Linked DNA regions of Mus musculus: region 1 is linked to region 2. A link is a contact called in public HiChIP or PLAC-seq data. All regions are on one chromosome and are shown on one strand. The core of a region is the stretch at or near the end of the contact, and the rest is flanking DNA. Distances in the headings are between cores, read along the strand shown.

Evidence for each region. HiChIP or PLAC-seq counts read pairs in DNA pulled down with a chosen protein or histone mark.
Region 1: an H3K27ac HiChIP or PLAC-seq map of acute myeloid leukemia shows a contact between it and region 2, with 7 times the contacts expected there. The contact joins two enhancer-like sites. A contact is called at or near these places in 2 of 39 promoter capture datasets (the C10 cell line and neutrophils) and 3 of 115 datasets of contacts at active chromatin or transcription factors (acute myeloid leukemia, large pre-B cells and stem cell-derived neural progenitor cells).

Annotation. Positions count from the first base shown.
Region 1 is chr8:66,388,406-66,395,200 of GRCm38.p6, forward strand. All of the region lies in intron 6 of Marchf1 (membrane associated ring-CH-type finger 1), which reads left to right. Among named protein-coding and RNA genes, the nearest start is that of Tma16, 95 kb to the right of the region's middle. Within about 2 kb of position 3,361, at least 37 of the 459 cell types and tissues checked have an H3K27ac peak or open chromatin away from gene starts, as enhancers often do. A contact at or near this core is called in acute myeloid leukemia, where this site is marked.
Region 2 is chr8:64,827,440-64,834,249 of GRCm38.p6, forward strand. The region is part of intron 2 of Klhl2 (kelch-like 2, Mayven); the gene reads right to left. Among named protein-coding and RNA genes, the nearest start is that of Klhl2, 19 kb to the right of the region's middle. Within about 2 kb of position 4,687, at least 67 of the 459 cell types and tissues checked have an H3K27ac peak or open chromatin away from gene starts, as enhancers often do. A contact at or near this core is called in acute myeloid leukemia, where this site is marked.

The sequences.
Region 1 (6,795 bases), core at 2,111-4,610, 1.6 Mb after region 2:
CATGCATGTAAATCATATGAACTAGAGGTTGTAGTCCATATGTACTCAGACCAGAACAAGAAAAAATAAGGTCTACATGTGAATAACATGGCAACTTGTTCTCTCAAAGCTGTATCAGACAATTACTCATAAAATGTTCATTTGTTCCTGCATTGAGGCACAGTATGCTCTGGACTGTATTCTGAGCATTGAACATATACAGTGCATGGCATTTTTATAGTTTCTGATGTGGTAGCACTTCGAGTTGGGTGAAGAACACAGACACAGCAATTATTTCACCGTTAGTATGGATTTACGACCACAATAGAGGGTTTAGAGATACATGACTCAAGGGCTCAAATTACTTTAGAAATCAGAGGTTAATTCAAAGTACAAATAGGAGTTGATGGAAGAAAGAAGGAGGAAGCTGATGCTGCAGAGAATACTGGTCACAGGCAGCCAAGAGGAGAGAGGAACAAGACAGGAGTGTGACAGTCCAGGGAACCGAGAGCCAGGATGTGGTGAGTGAGGGGAGTGGATGGTAGAGATTCAGAAGAAGAAGTGGGATGGACCAGAATTGTCAAGGCCTTAAAATATGCTAGGAAGTTTTAAGGGTTTAGAAGCAAAGCAACAGACTAGGGAAATGGTTCAGTGGGCAGAGATCCCATGGCAAAAGCATGAGGATCTGAATTCAAATCCACAGCATGCTTAAAACTCCAGGTGCAGTAGCATACACTTATAGTCTCAGCACTGAGGAGTAAAAGGCAGGTGGATGCTTAGGAAGGTCCCTAGACGAGACCAGGAAGCCCTGGTCAGCGATTCTAGCCAAATCAGTGAAATCTTGGTACACTTAGAGATCCTGTCTCAAAACACAGGTAAAAGGCCAGCAAAAATGGTTTTGTGTATAAGGGTGCTTGCCACCAAATCTAAAATCATGAGTTCAGTAACCAAGATGCACAATATGGACATTATGGAATGACAGAACCAATTCTCCTAAATTGTCTTCTGATTCCCACAAACACAAAAAATGGAAAGCATATACCTACACATGCACATGTGAACACACACACACACATATACACACATGCACACATAAATAAATAAATAAATAAATAAATAAATAAATAAATAAATAAATAAATAAATGCCAGGAAATGCAATAATTATTTTTAATAATAATAATAATCAACTGGAGGCAACTGGGAAAGAAACTAGGTGTTGGCCTCTGGCTCCACTTCATACATACATGTGTGATGTACATATAAAACACACACACACACACACACCCCATACAAGAAAAGTGGAATTATGTGATTTTATACAGCAATGTGTGCTTCACATAATTCTTTGAATGTGATGACCATGTGTCTTTGCTGAAAGCTTACACTATTTCTTATCTAATGTCCAGCTTAAAACTCCTTTTGACAGTTCCCAAATCTACTTCTAATATTATTTAATAAATGACACTCATAGATGCTAACTTACTGGCAAGTGGAGTGGGGGAAAGTAATATTTGCATCTAAAGCCAGAGTGGCAGGTTCTCCTTTATAAGTACTTCTTTAGGGGAACACTTCCAGTGATAAGTAATTTACTTAACTTAGACTTCTACATGTGACAATAAGCCCAAAGGACCTATAGATATTGTTTTCTGCTGTGTGCTGCCATCAAAATAACCAACTGCTCTAGACAGCATACAATAATGGCTGAGGACCAAAAGTGTCAAGAGACGTGACGTTTCCTATAACTAGTCTGTTGTCTAAGTGGGAGACATTGAATAAATAACCAAAAAGCAGAAGTTTAAGAGAACAAAGGCTAATTTTAAGTAGAGGAATGCTGCAGGATTTGGAGAAAAATAAAATATCATCCTGATCTAATATGATGCAGAAATCCCTTTAGATGAGCTGGAACTAAAGCCAGACAAAGTGAACTTCAGATAGACAGAGGTGCATGGATGTAATTTCAGACATTCAAGTTGATACAAATACCATTAGGTCAGACAGAGCTGAGGAACCAACATTGTTCACTGATGTTCCTTTGAATTTCTATGGGTAGATTTGAAGAATAATAAGGGCTAAGACAAATTTCAAAGCATTTTTAATAAAATACAGAGTCTATCCAAGTTGTTTTGCTCTGTTCTATAGATCTCTGCTTTCCAACAGCCTCCATGAACTTCTTAAGTTCTTTTAGCCTATCTTCAGCCAGAAATAGTTCATCGTTGGTTTTCTCATATCCCATGGGAATTTTCATGATATTCTTCTAAAGAATAAAAATATTCCAATGCAAAAATATATGCAGGAAGTATTTTTGCTAAATAAAATTGGCTAGAAGAGTGACAAACAAGTCACTATAACCCTGTTCTGTACTGTTAACAGGAAATGGTGTATAGAATTACTCTACTGAAAGCTACAGTGATAAAGGTTAGTGGAAGTGAGTAGGAAGGACATGGTGGTAGCCCACTAAGTAACTAGGAAGCACCTTAATTGTTAGGTCTAGTGAGAGCATAAGACAAAGTTGTTGACGGCCATGGTACCCTGGAGAACCTGAGAAATGTGAGATACTGGTATTTATAAATGTAAGAGACATTAGAGGCCAGTTGACTTGAGAACGGTGTGATGAGTTACATTATAAGCAAGCCATTTGTGATTCCAAATGTGCTCCAGTGTAGATTTTCCATCAGTCAGTCAGTCCTGGACACATGCACAGAATAGAATCACTAAATGGACTCAACAAGTCGTATACATATGTGTGCCTGTCTATGTATGTTACTACTATTACTACTACTACTACTAATAATAATAATAATAATAATAATAATAATAATAATAATAATAAAAGAAAATATGAAAAATTTTAGAGAGGATGTCACTAGAGGATTTGGGAGGAAAGATGGAGTAATCTAGATGGAGTTCTATGTATAAAACTCTCAAAACATACTATATGCAAAATAATAATAGGCATGCTGTTGAAACACAGCACAGTTGGAGCTGATGATAATTTTTCAGTGATTGGTGAGCTATACACTATAAAATCAAACAACTATGTACCTATAAGTCACATAGGTTGATGTGATATACTGACAAGAGAAAATAATGGTTGGCAAACATGAAAAATGTCCTCAAGGTCAGAGAGGACAGAAGGATTTGGGGATCATTTTGAGGGGAATGTAGGAGGCCTAAACAAGAAAATTAAATTTCTACAAGAAACACTGTAGGAGAAATGCTTCCAGATTGATCACAGACACCATGATCCCCTGCGCAGGGAGGAAGACAATGGTGAGAGAAGCAGCAAATGCCTGTGAACTTGTAGTTCTGTTGCTTCAGACATGCAAAGGCAGATCTTACTTTAGTCACAACCACGAAGAAGAAGCAACCCCTGAGCCCTTCCTCCTTTTCTGTTCCTGGCATTTGGCCCACATGTGGACACCATATCCTCTTTCCCATACTTGTCTCAGTCTTATTCTGAACACGTATTGCTATTAGCCAATTACCATTTGGAAATTAAATCGCCGTGTGGTTATGTGTATGGCTCAAAAGTTGCCTTACAGGAAAATCACATCTAAAAGTAAAAGATCAGAACATGTTGGCCTTTTGTTGGAGTTTTCAGTGGTTTGTACTCTCAGTGGGAAGTGCAGAATCTTTAATATGATTTCTAAGTCCTCACATGATCTCTGTGTGAGACTTGCCTCTGCAGTTTTGGTATGCACCATTAACTATGACCTACCTGTGCTGATATGTTTCTCATTCCCTGAAAGCATCTAGGGTTTTTCTTTACATGGCCCCCTATGACCCTCACTAGACTGATTGCTAGTCACTGTTTCTCAGTTTAAAAAGCCATTTCTCCCATTATACTCAACTCCTAACTAATGCTCAAGACCTCTCAGTTCCATGACATATTTTATTTTAATTCATTTTTAGAAATAACTGTACTCTGTTCACATTTATTTCCCTCCACACATACTAGTCTTTCTCATTGTCTTTAATCTCTTATCACTTTCAATGGTTTCCTTCTTCATCCCAAATAATGCCTTCTCTGCCTTACTCATACACATATACATATGTACATGTATTGCTAAATTTAGAATGCACGTGAGAGAATACACACAGCATAGTTTTCAATGGTAAAATGCAGCTATTTTGTGATTAACTGCAATCTTTTTTTGCTAACATTTGCAAAGCATTTGTACCTTGGAGATACAACAAACTTCTCAGCATATTTTTTTTTTAATTTAAGGAAAATATCCTTTTTAAGCCATTGATGTTGATTATGTGAAGTCATAGTATCCAGTTCTGGGTAAGCTTGCCACTAAAAAAATCTACCTATGAAGGATTCTTGAGTCTTGTGGTTCTAAGACCTTAACATGAATCTACAACTACTAGAGAGTTTATTTAAACATAGATCACTGGTTATTTCTAGAGTCTTCTGTACTCTGGTATTAAGACCTTGAATTTACATTTCTGGTATAGTCACAGATGATACTGATGCTTTAGACTAAAAATCATGTCTTAAGAACCATAGTTGTATGTCATAGGTCTCTCATGGTTTAGATGGGAAGAAAGTGGAAGACAGGGAAGCAAAAGATGAGTTAGGAAAGCTGTTAGACATTTGTGGTACATCATAACTCAGTTTCTTTCTTGTTCACAATCATAGGCTGATACAGTTGAGCCATTACCAGAAACCCAATCATCCTGGTTAGGCTGCTGCTTCCATTTCAAAGCCACTTCCTCAACTCAGTCAACCCCAATTCCTTCTGTGAGCCCACAGCTTCCTGAATCCTGTTTCTGACTCTTGTTTCATCTATGTAGGATGTATTCATTCTACAACTAGTCACTTCATTTCATTCCCTACATATTGCTTCTGTTCCAGGACATATTTCTCAAGTCTACTGCTCCATTCAAGTCCTTTTTATTTACCTTTCTCAGTTCTAGGGGCCAAACCTAGGGACCTATACACATTAGAAAGCTACATTATCATGTTGCCCCTATCAGGCTTTCCCTACCCACAAGCGATAAATACTAATTTATAGTAAGTAGAAGTAGAAAAGAAAGCATTAATGTGGGCATGAGTGCAGATGTCTATAACATTTAATAAGCTGAGACAGGATGATCATGATTCAATAACATCCTGGTATACATATAAAAGCCTTGTCTCAAAACTCGAAAGGAAGAAAATAGTGTGTTAAATGAAGAAATACTGAATCCAGGTATCCAGATAGCTTCAGGGACTTCAAACACTCAAACAATGTAGCTGTTTTCTTGCCTGTATGTTGACATTTCTTTCTAGAGACAGTTTTCATGTTCATTGAAAAGGAGAAAGTTGGCATAGAGGGAGACAACTTCAGATCATTAGCAGTGGTCTGAAAGAGAAAGGATATGTTCCCAACTTCTTGAAAATAAATCTGATGTAAGGAATATAATCAGCTTGGCCTAGGTCTCATGTATCCAAAAGTCAGTCACAATAGGGATATAGAGTATAAAGCCCTGGAATGAAAAGCTATATTTAAAATGGAGCTAAGAGCAACTCTCTGGGATACTATTGATCAACAAAAGGATATTTAAACAGGAAAAAATAACAGTATGAATAGCAGAAGTGGAGGAAAATTATGATAAAAGAGAAAAAACAAACTAGAAGAATAGGATAGTGCTCAGTTTCACCATCATTAAGTGTGGTTTTTCCTTTTCTTTATTGTCTTCTCCAAATGCTTACAGTTAGACATGCTTCAATTATCACCTCATTTATTCTACTCTCTGAAGCCTTTCCAAGATAGCATGGCCCACAACGATTTTTGCTTTCTTGCAATTCCTATAGTAAGCATCGCATACCTAGTACTCAATTAACCTAATTCCATGTGCATTTATTCTCTGTGCCCCCTGTGTTCTTTGAAGATAGTACTGTGTGTGGCATTCATGTTATGGCCTCTAATACAACTGTTGTTACGTTGCTCAAGATGAACTTTTGAAATGGCTTTCACAATCACTGAGACCTGGGAGTACAGGCTTGCATAAACCATGGGGAATAATGAGAACTGGGTGCACAGTGTAAAGCAAGTCAAGTATACTGAATTCCTTCCCTTATTTCTTTAAAAGGGGAAAGCTAAAAGCCAGTGATAATTCCTAAAGATGCTCTGGTTTATGTGACTTGCCTAGAGTCAGAAGATACTACATGGTAACTTTTATATATATTCTGGATGGTCTTGTTTTTATTAAGCCTGGGGTCTCACACCTTTAATCCATATGTTTGGTAAGAAGATGCAGATTGATCTCTGTGAGTTAAGGCCAGGCTAACCTATGTAACAAGTTCCAGGTCAGCCAGACCTACATGGTGAAATACATAGCCAAACAGTATCAAAGGAATTTTTAGAGCCACAAGACCATGCTTCTTGAAAAACAAAATCTAACTCTGAGCATTGAGCCTAAGAACCTACAAGAAGTATATTTTAAGTTGATCTTGATACCCATTCACTTGTTATTCAAACAGATCTCACAAAGAATTCATAAAGCATTGGTGGATGAGATGGCTCAGTGGGTAAAAGTACTTGAAATCAAGCATGACTTAGTTCAATCCCTAGGACCCACATGGTAGAACGAGCCAAATACCTACCCACATAAACAAATTACAGATTTACAATTTAAATTAAAACATGTGACTGAAATGGATGCATTGGCTATGGTACATAAAATAGGCACATCTTCTTTGCACTACAAGTAGAGTACATAGGTTTCGGTACATATAGATCTATAGAACTTGGAAGTTTTGTTTGGTGACTTTTTAAGATCTTCCCCAAACTAACGACATTGGTTATAGAGTCAAATATTCAAT
Region 2 (6,810 bases), core at 3,437-5,936:
CTGGCCCCCTCCCCGAAGGTGCCAGAGACGGTCTGGAGCTCCTCCTGCCTCAGGCGCAAGGCAGCAGCAGCTCGTGGGCAGCGGTGCCAGGCTCATGGGCAAAGCTGTCAGTAAGAATCCCTGCAGGCCAAAGCCGGGAGAGCTTTGGCACCAGAGAGCAGCATCAGGTGTTAGAGAGACAAGAACGCAGCCTGGGAGAGAGAGGCCCAAGGAAAGACTGTCAGGAAGTAAGGCCGAGGCTGAGCCAGGGTGGGCTCCTGTCAGGACGTGGCCCTGTCACCCACTGTTGGCTCCTGGGCACTAGGGAGCTGGAGCACGTAGGTAAGCCGCTTGTGTATGTCTACACAGGCTGGCATGTGTGTCTGTGTGTCTGTGTATATATATGTGTGTGTGTGTGTCTGTATGTGTGTGTGTCTGTCTGTCTGTCGGTGTGCATATCTCTCATTGGCCTGTGTGTGTGTGTGTCTGTCTGTCTGTCGGTGTGCATATCTCTCATTGGCCTGTGTATGTGTGTGTGTCTGTCTGTCTGTCTGTCGGCGTGCATATCTCTCATTGGCCTGGAGCTCATCGAGTAGGTGAGGTCGGCTGGCCAGCGAGCTCCAAGGACCCACTTGTCCATGCCTCCCCAGTCTGGGATTACAAGCACACACCTGGCTTTTTGAGTTAGTTTGGTTTTTTTGGTGTTTTAAGACAAAGGTTTCTCTGTATAGTTCTGGCTATCCTAGAACTTGCTCTATAAGGCAGGCTGGCCTTGAACGCAGATCCTCTTGCTGCTGTCTGTCGGGAGCTGGGATTAGCGGTGTGCGCCGCCACTGCCCAGCCTTTCAGATGTATGGGTGCTGGGGCTCGATGGCACTTGGCTGACTGAACTCTTTCTCCAGACTCAGTGAAAGCTGCTTTACAGGGCAGAGAGCACCCACTCGCTGATTTCAGTGAGTCAGGTTAAACCACGCCGAAGGCTGACAACATCCTTTATTAGAAAAGCAGATACATTCTAGGTAAAATGCCAATGATCTCAAAGGACAGAAGCCTGGACCACACGTCACGGTTATCTGCCCTTGTCTTCTCAAAGCCGTGCTCGTGGGTGACATCTGTGAATCAATCCCTGTAGCAGCCAAACATAAGAAAAACCTAAGTCTTGGGCGTGACAAGACTCAGTGAGTGGGGAGAGCTGGGGCGAGGGGGGGCGCTCCACCCCTGAGATTTACAGTGCCTCAGACTTGCAAACACACAGGAAGAGGGACAGGCCACTGATAAACGGTAGAGGAAAACCAGTTACAGACAGCGTGACAGTCAGTCCACCAGGGAACTTAGAGGAAAGCCGGGTACTGTCGACCATTTCGTAACTGCTCTACACTGGTAACGGCTCCCAGCGCAGAGTCTATCATCCCTTTCAGATAGACTTCAGACAGCTGAACGGGAATGAAAAGGGACAGAACAGAGCCACCAGGAGTCCCTGGGGAACGCATGGACTCCCTGTCCGTAGAGAAGGGACGTCTTTAGATCTGGGGACTTGCAAAAACATCTCATTGCTCTTAAAAGAAGAGAATTTACTTATGGATAAAGTAAAAGTAAAATACGAGGGAAAGGAAAAGGTATGGGAAGGTGAAGACTAGAGAGAAGTGGGGGATGCTGCCTCTCTGAGGGGGAAACAGTCACGCTGGGTGGGTAGGGGGGAGGGTCAGAATTATGTGGGTGAGACTAGCTATAGGGAAGAGCCCACACTACATACACAGGACACCTTGCTACAAGATGGCACTGCAACCCTGTAATCCTAGCACTTGGAAAACTGAGGCAGGAGTTTCCAGACTAGCACAGCAAAACTCTGTCTTTATAGGGAGTTGGGGGTAACTAGAGAGATGGCTCAGCAGTTAAGAGTACCTATTGGCTTACTGCTAGCTACTATAATAGATATGGATTCTATCCCAAATATCACATCAAACACTCACAACTGTCTGTTACCTTCAGTTCCAAAAATCTAACGCCCTCTTCTGGCCCCCACGGGCACTGCCACACATGCAGTGCACATAAATCCACACAGGCACACATGCAAATCCATAATAAAGCAAACAAAGGAATCTGTGTGTCGGAGAGATGGCGTAACAGTGAGATGGCGTAACAGCTGAGACTGAACGGAAAGAGGCTGGGTGGGGTGAGACTCTGACGTCTGGTTTTGAGGCTACCCAGGGCAAACTGAGGTGGGGCAGTGGGTACTCCATGCCTCTCGGGGTTGCAGCATCTCGGGGAGAAGGAGGAGAGAAGGTTGTTTTAGTGAAGTCATTTTAAACTGTCCCTTCTCCACATTCTAGAAGAGTTTAATGATCCTCTCCCTGCTCAATAAAGACCATTAAAAAGAAATCAACCACCAGTGCTTATGAGACCCTGCAGACTACTGCTGGTTAACTCTGCTCATACTCCAGGCTGTCTCTCAATCCTTCTTGCATAAATACATCTGGAAGGACTGAAGGGCTTCCTGTCCTTCAAGGAAGATCTTGTATTCCACTGTAGTGCACAAAACTAAAAGGTCCTGACAGCGTTCTTCCATATCAAACATACTGGCACGGAAACAGTCACGCCCTATGTGATTCTTCTAAAATCTCTTTTAAAAATCCTGACACAAAGGGATCAAAACCAAGGCAGCCTTGCCTGAGTTCACTGTTCAAGCCACTTGCCCTGACCTCTAAGTAACCAAGTATGAACAGCCACACAGGACAGATAACAGAATCCCAGGGGGAAACTGGGTTCCCCCTCTGTCAATCCTTGGGTACAGTGGGGGATGGGAGTGACACTCATTCCTTTAAGGGAAAGATTGCAGTTTTTTGTTCTTGTACAATGTAAAAACCACTACTACTAGTGAAAAACAGAGTATGTATGGATTATATAAGACATACAGGTGAATCACAGTTCATTCTTACAGAACGTTCTTGGCCCCTAGATTTAATTTAAGGGCCAAAAATTACATTCCTTCTAATAAAACTAAGACACTGCCCACCGCCCACACCCTCGGTAAGAACTGCAGCAACAAGCTCAGATAGAATCACATAGCCTAGAAACCAGCAGTGTTTCTTTAATTTCTCTGAAGATAAAATGCTGCCCCTTTTTTGCTACCGTTTTTTAATGTCCACACAGCTGGCCATCTAAGTTTCTCACTAACAGTTCTGAGAGCTGGGTATGCTGGGGCCTGCTTGTAAGTCCAGTACTTGGAAGGTGCAGGCAGGAGGCTAAACAGATCACCATTATCCTTAGCTATGTCATTTCAAGGAGACCACAGGTACATTAAGACCTACTCAACCCTGGAAAAAACAAAAAAACAAAAAAACAAAAAAACAAAAAAAAAAAGCTGGGCAGGAACAGTGGCCTTAATGCCAGCACTTGGGAACTTGGGAGGTAGAGGCAGCGGCTTGGCTGAGATAGAGGCCAGCCTGATCATAATAGATACAAAGTGAGACCCTGAATCAAAATTTTAAAAAAGGTACCTGTGATGTTCCCTGCTTCTTCATCCCCTCCTGCGCTCATCCCTGTGTAGCACATAGTAAACATGAGTCTAAAAAGTACACTGTTCAGGTAAGTTTTGCCTTGAAAAGATACTGAGAGAAAACGCTGAGCCAGTTCGCAGAGTGGGGAGTTAATGCTCCATTGTTTGATTCTGACACACTCTCGTTTTAAACTAACCCCCTCCCACTGGAAAAAGTGAAGTTCAACTACCAGAGAGTCAGTGCTGTACGAGAGCCAGCCCCCAAATCCCTCGTGTCACCCTGCCACTTGGATTCTCAGAAACTATAGGTGAATAACACTGCGCAGAAGACTCGGTCAAACCCACACAGTCTTCTAGCCTAGAAGGATGCTGTCCTTCTGACTTCGCACCCCATCTACACAGTGCCAGCACAGAGCCTTACCTCATCTTAGGTCCGTCCTTTCCCAGCTGTGCAACTAAGTTAAACCAGAAAAGACAGCTGTGTGTGAATCCTGGGACTCGGGAGAGAGGGATTTATTTGGGTAACAGTTTGAGAGTCCAGTCCGTCGTACTGGAACAGAATGATGGTAAGGGCTTATTCATATCTGGGTAGGTCAGGCTGCAGAGAGAAGGGATACTGGCACGCAGAGGGCTTTTTCCAGGACCACGGTCCGTGGAATGGTGTTGCCCACATCAGGATGTGTGGTCCGTCTTCAGATAAACCTCTCTCACAGCACTCCTGCCCTCCTACCTCTAACTGGGGATAGACGTGTGGGCAACCATACCTTACAAAGTGATTCATGAAAGGGTCTTTGTTTTCACCAGCAAAATAAAAATTCACCAAAGCCATCCTTAGTGCACAGCTGTGAGGCCCCCTTACTCCGCCTCCCACCACTGCCACATTAAGACTTAGAGCCACAGGGTTAGCGGCCAATGGATGCCAAGCACAGTAGTGAGAACAGGGAAGTTCTCCCTTCCCAGAAGTCAGGAAGCCACCCTGGGCTACCCTTTTCTGGCAATAGGAAGCTGATGCAAGGACAGGAAGTAATTAGTGACTTTCAGCTGTACAATAAAAAAAGCTTCAAGTTTTGTTTGTGTTTTTAAAAGAATTATACAAAAGGTAAGAAATAAAGGTGACTTTTTTTTTGAGACTCAGACTCACTACGCAGCCCTAGTATTCACTACGTAGACCTTAACCTCAGACGTCCTCCTGCCTCCGACCTCTACCCAGTATAGGTATTAAATCATGCAGTGTCACACTGCTCGAAAAACGGCATTTCCAAAACACAAGTCTGTCTTCTTGCTTCTCAGCCTTGTCTACTTCCTTTTATTCTTCGGAATAAAAGCCTTAATCTGCTTTATCCACAGTCATCCGTTTCCCAGCTGTGAAGTCAATTCACTCCGTGTTGGTGTATACACGCATGTGCACTGGTGTATGTGCCTGCCTGTGCCCGTATGTGCAAATGTATGGAGGCCAAAGGCTGATCTTGAGCCTCTTCCTCGGTTGCTCTCCCTTACGTTTCAGACTGGGTCTCTCAGTGGAGCTTGGTGGCTGGCTAGACTTGGCCCGGGAGCCCTAGGGATGCTCCTGTCTCTGCCTCCTGTCTCCCTGAGAAGACAGACCTGTGCTAGTGCTCCAGGCTACTGCTGTGCGTTCTGAGGTTCCAAATGCAGGTCCTCCTTCCTGCACAGTAAGCACATTACCCACTGAGCCAGCCTGACAGTACATTTTAAAAATACTACCGGCTAGTGACATCGTTAGAGCAAGCCTGGTTTCGGAGCAGCAGCCACCTGCAACTACTCTCAAAGCTCTCCTTTGTTTGACGATCAGCATGAACCACTGGCCGGTGACTCTGGCTCATGAAGTAGTGCAACACAGTGAACAGCCGTGTAGCCCACACCAGGTTGGGGATGGCCAGGGCTAAACAATCCTGGGATGAAACAGAGACTCAAAGTCAAGTATGGCTCAAAATGCAGTCATTTGCCTCAGGGGAAGGAGCCGTCGGTATTGCGTTCCTATGGTGTAATGAATCGTTCCTATGGTGTAATGAATCGTGTCCAGGTCAATCAGAGACCAAGGTAAAATACGGAAGCCAAAGCTATAGTGCCCAACAGGAGCAAGGGGGAGGGGGTGGGGGTGGAGGAGGGGGAGTGGTGGGTGGGGGAGGGGTGGGGGAGGAGTGCCTGCTAAAAGCCAGTTGGTTTGGCTTTGCATGTCTGACGCCCAAAAAGGTTGAAAGCCGGCCTTTTATGTTAGTGCTGGGAACAAAACCTGGGTCTTCTGCAAGAGCATCCAGAGCTTTTAACTGCTGAGCAATCTCTCCAGACCCTATTTAATCAGCTTTTAGTGTCACCCTTATCCCCAAAGCTTTTTTTTTTTTTTTTAGTTTTTCGAGACAGGGTTTCTCTGTGCATCCCTGGCTGTCCTGGAACTCACTTTGTAGACCAGGCTGGCCTCGAACTCAGAAATTCACCTGCCTCTGCCTCCTGAGTGCTGGGATTAAAGGCGTGCGTCCCCAAAGCTTTTAAACCAGATCTCTTTATATAGTCGACGCTGGCCTGAACGTGAGCTCTTCCGGCCTCAGCCTGTTGAGTGCTAGGACTTCAAGTGTGTCACAGGAAGGCTCAGTGTGTGACAATGACCCTTAACATGCATGAGAATCACCTTAGCAACAGGCAGGTACTGTCCCCAACAACCACAAATGTCACCACCAAAACAAGTTACATGTTTCCCTGTCTAAAAGTATCTCTCCGCATTCTTTATGGCTGGAATTAGAAGCCTGTCCTCGGCATTAATGAATGGAAATACAATGCAAGTAACGATTTTTCAGTAGTCACATTGAAAAGTTAAAAATAAACAAGATTAATTTCAATACAATATTCCATTTAAATCCCTGAGTCCCCAGGCTCAGAGGATAAAAGCATTTGCCATCAAAGCTGAAGACGTGAGTTCAAATACCCGAACATAGTGGTAGAAGAGAAGTGATTCCCACAGGCTTTCCTTAACTGTCACATGTGCCCACACATGTACACCGTGTGCGTGTCACACATAACACACATACACATACACACACACACAAATGAACAAATGAATAGGCAGAATATCTGATATGTTTAACATACAATCTGTATGTTTTAGATTAAAAACCTATTTTATTAGCAGAAGCACAGTGGTAGAACACGCCTGTCATCCAGTACTTGGACAGCAAAGGGAGGGTCAGGAGTTCAAGGTCATCCTCACCCAGGAATACACAGGACCTTCTCTCAAAGGAAAGAAAGAGAAATGAACGACGTCCCTGGAAAGCCACAGTAGACTTTTCTTAGAGAAAGCCTGAACTCACTCGCCGGGCTTGACC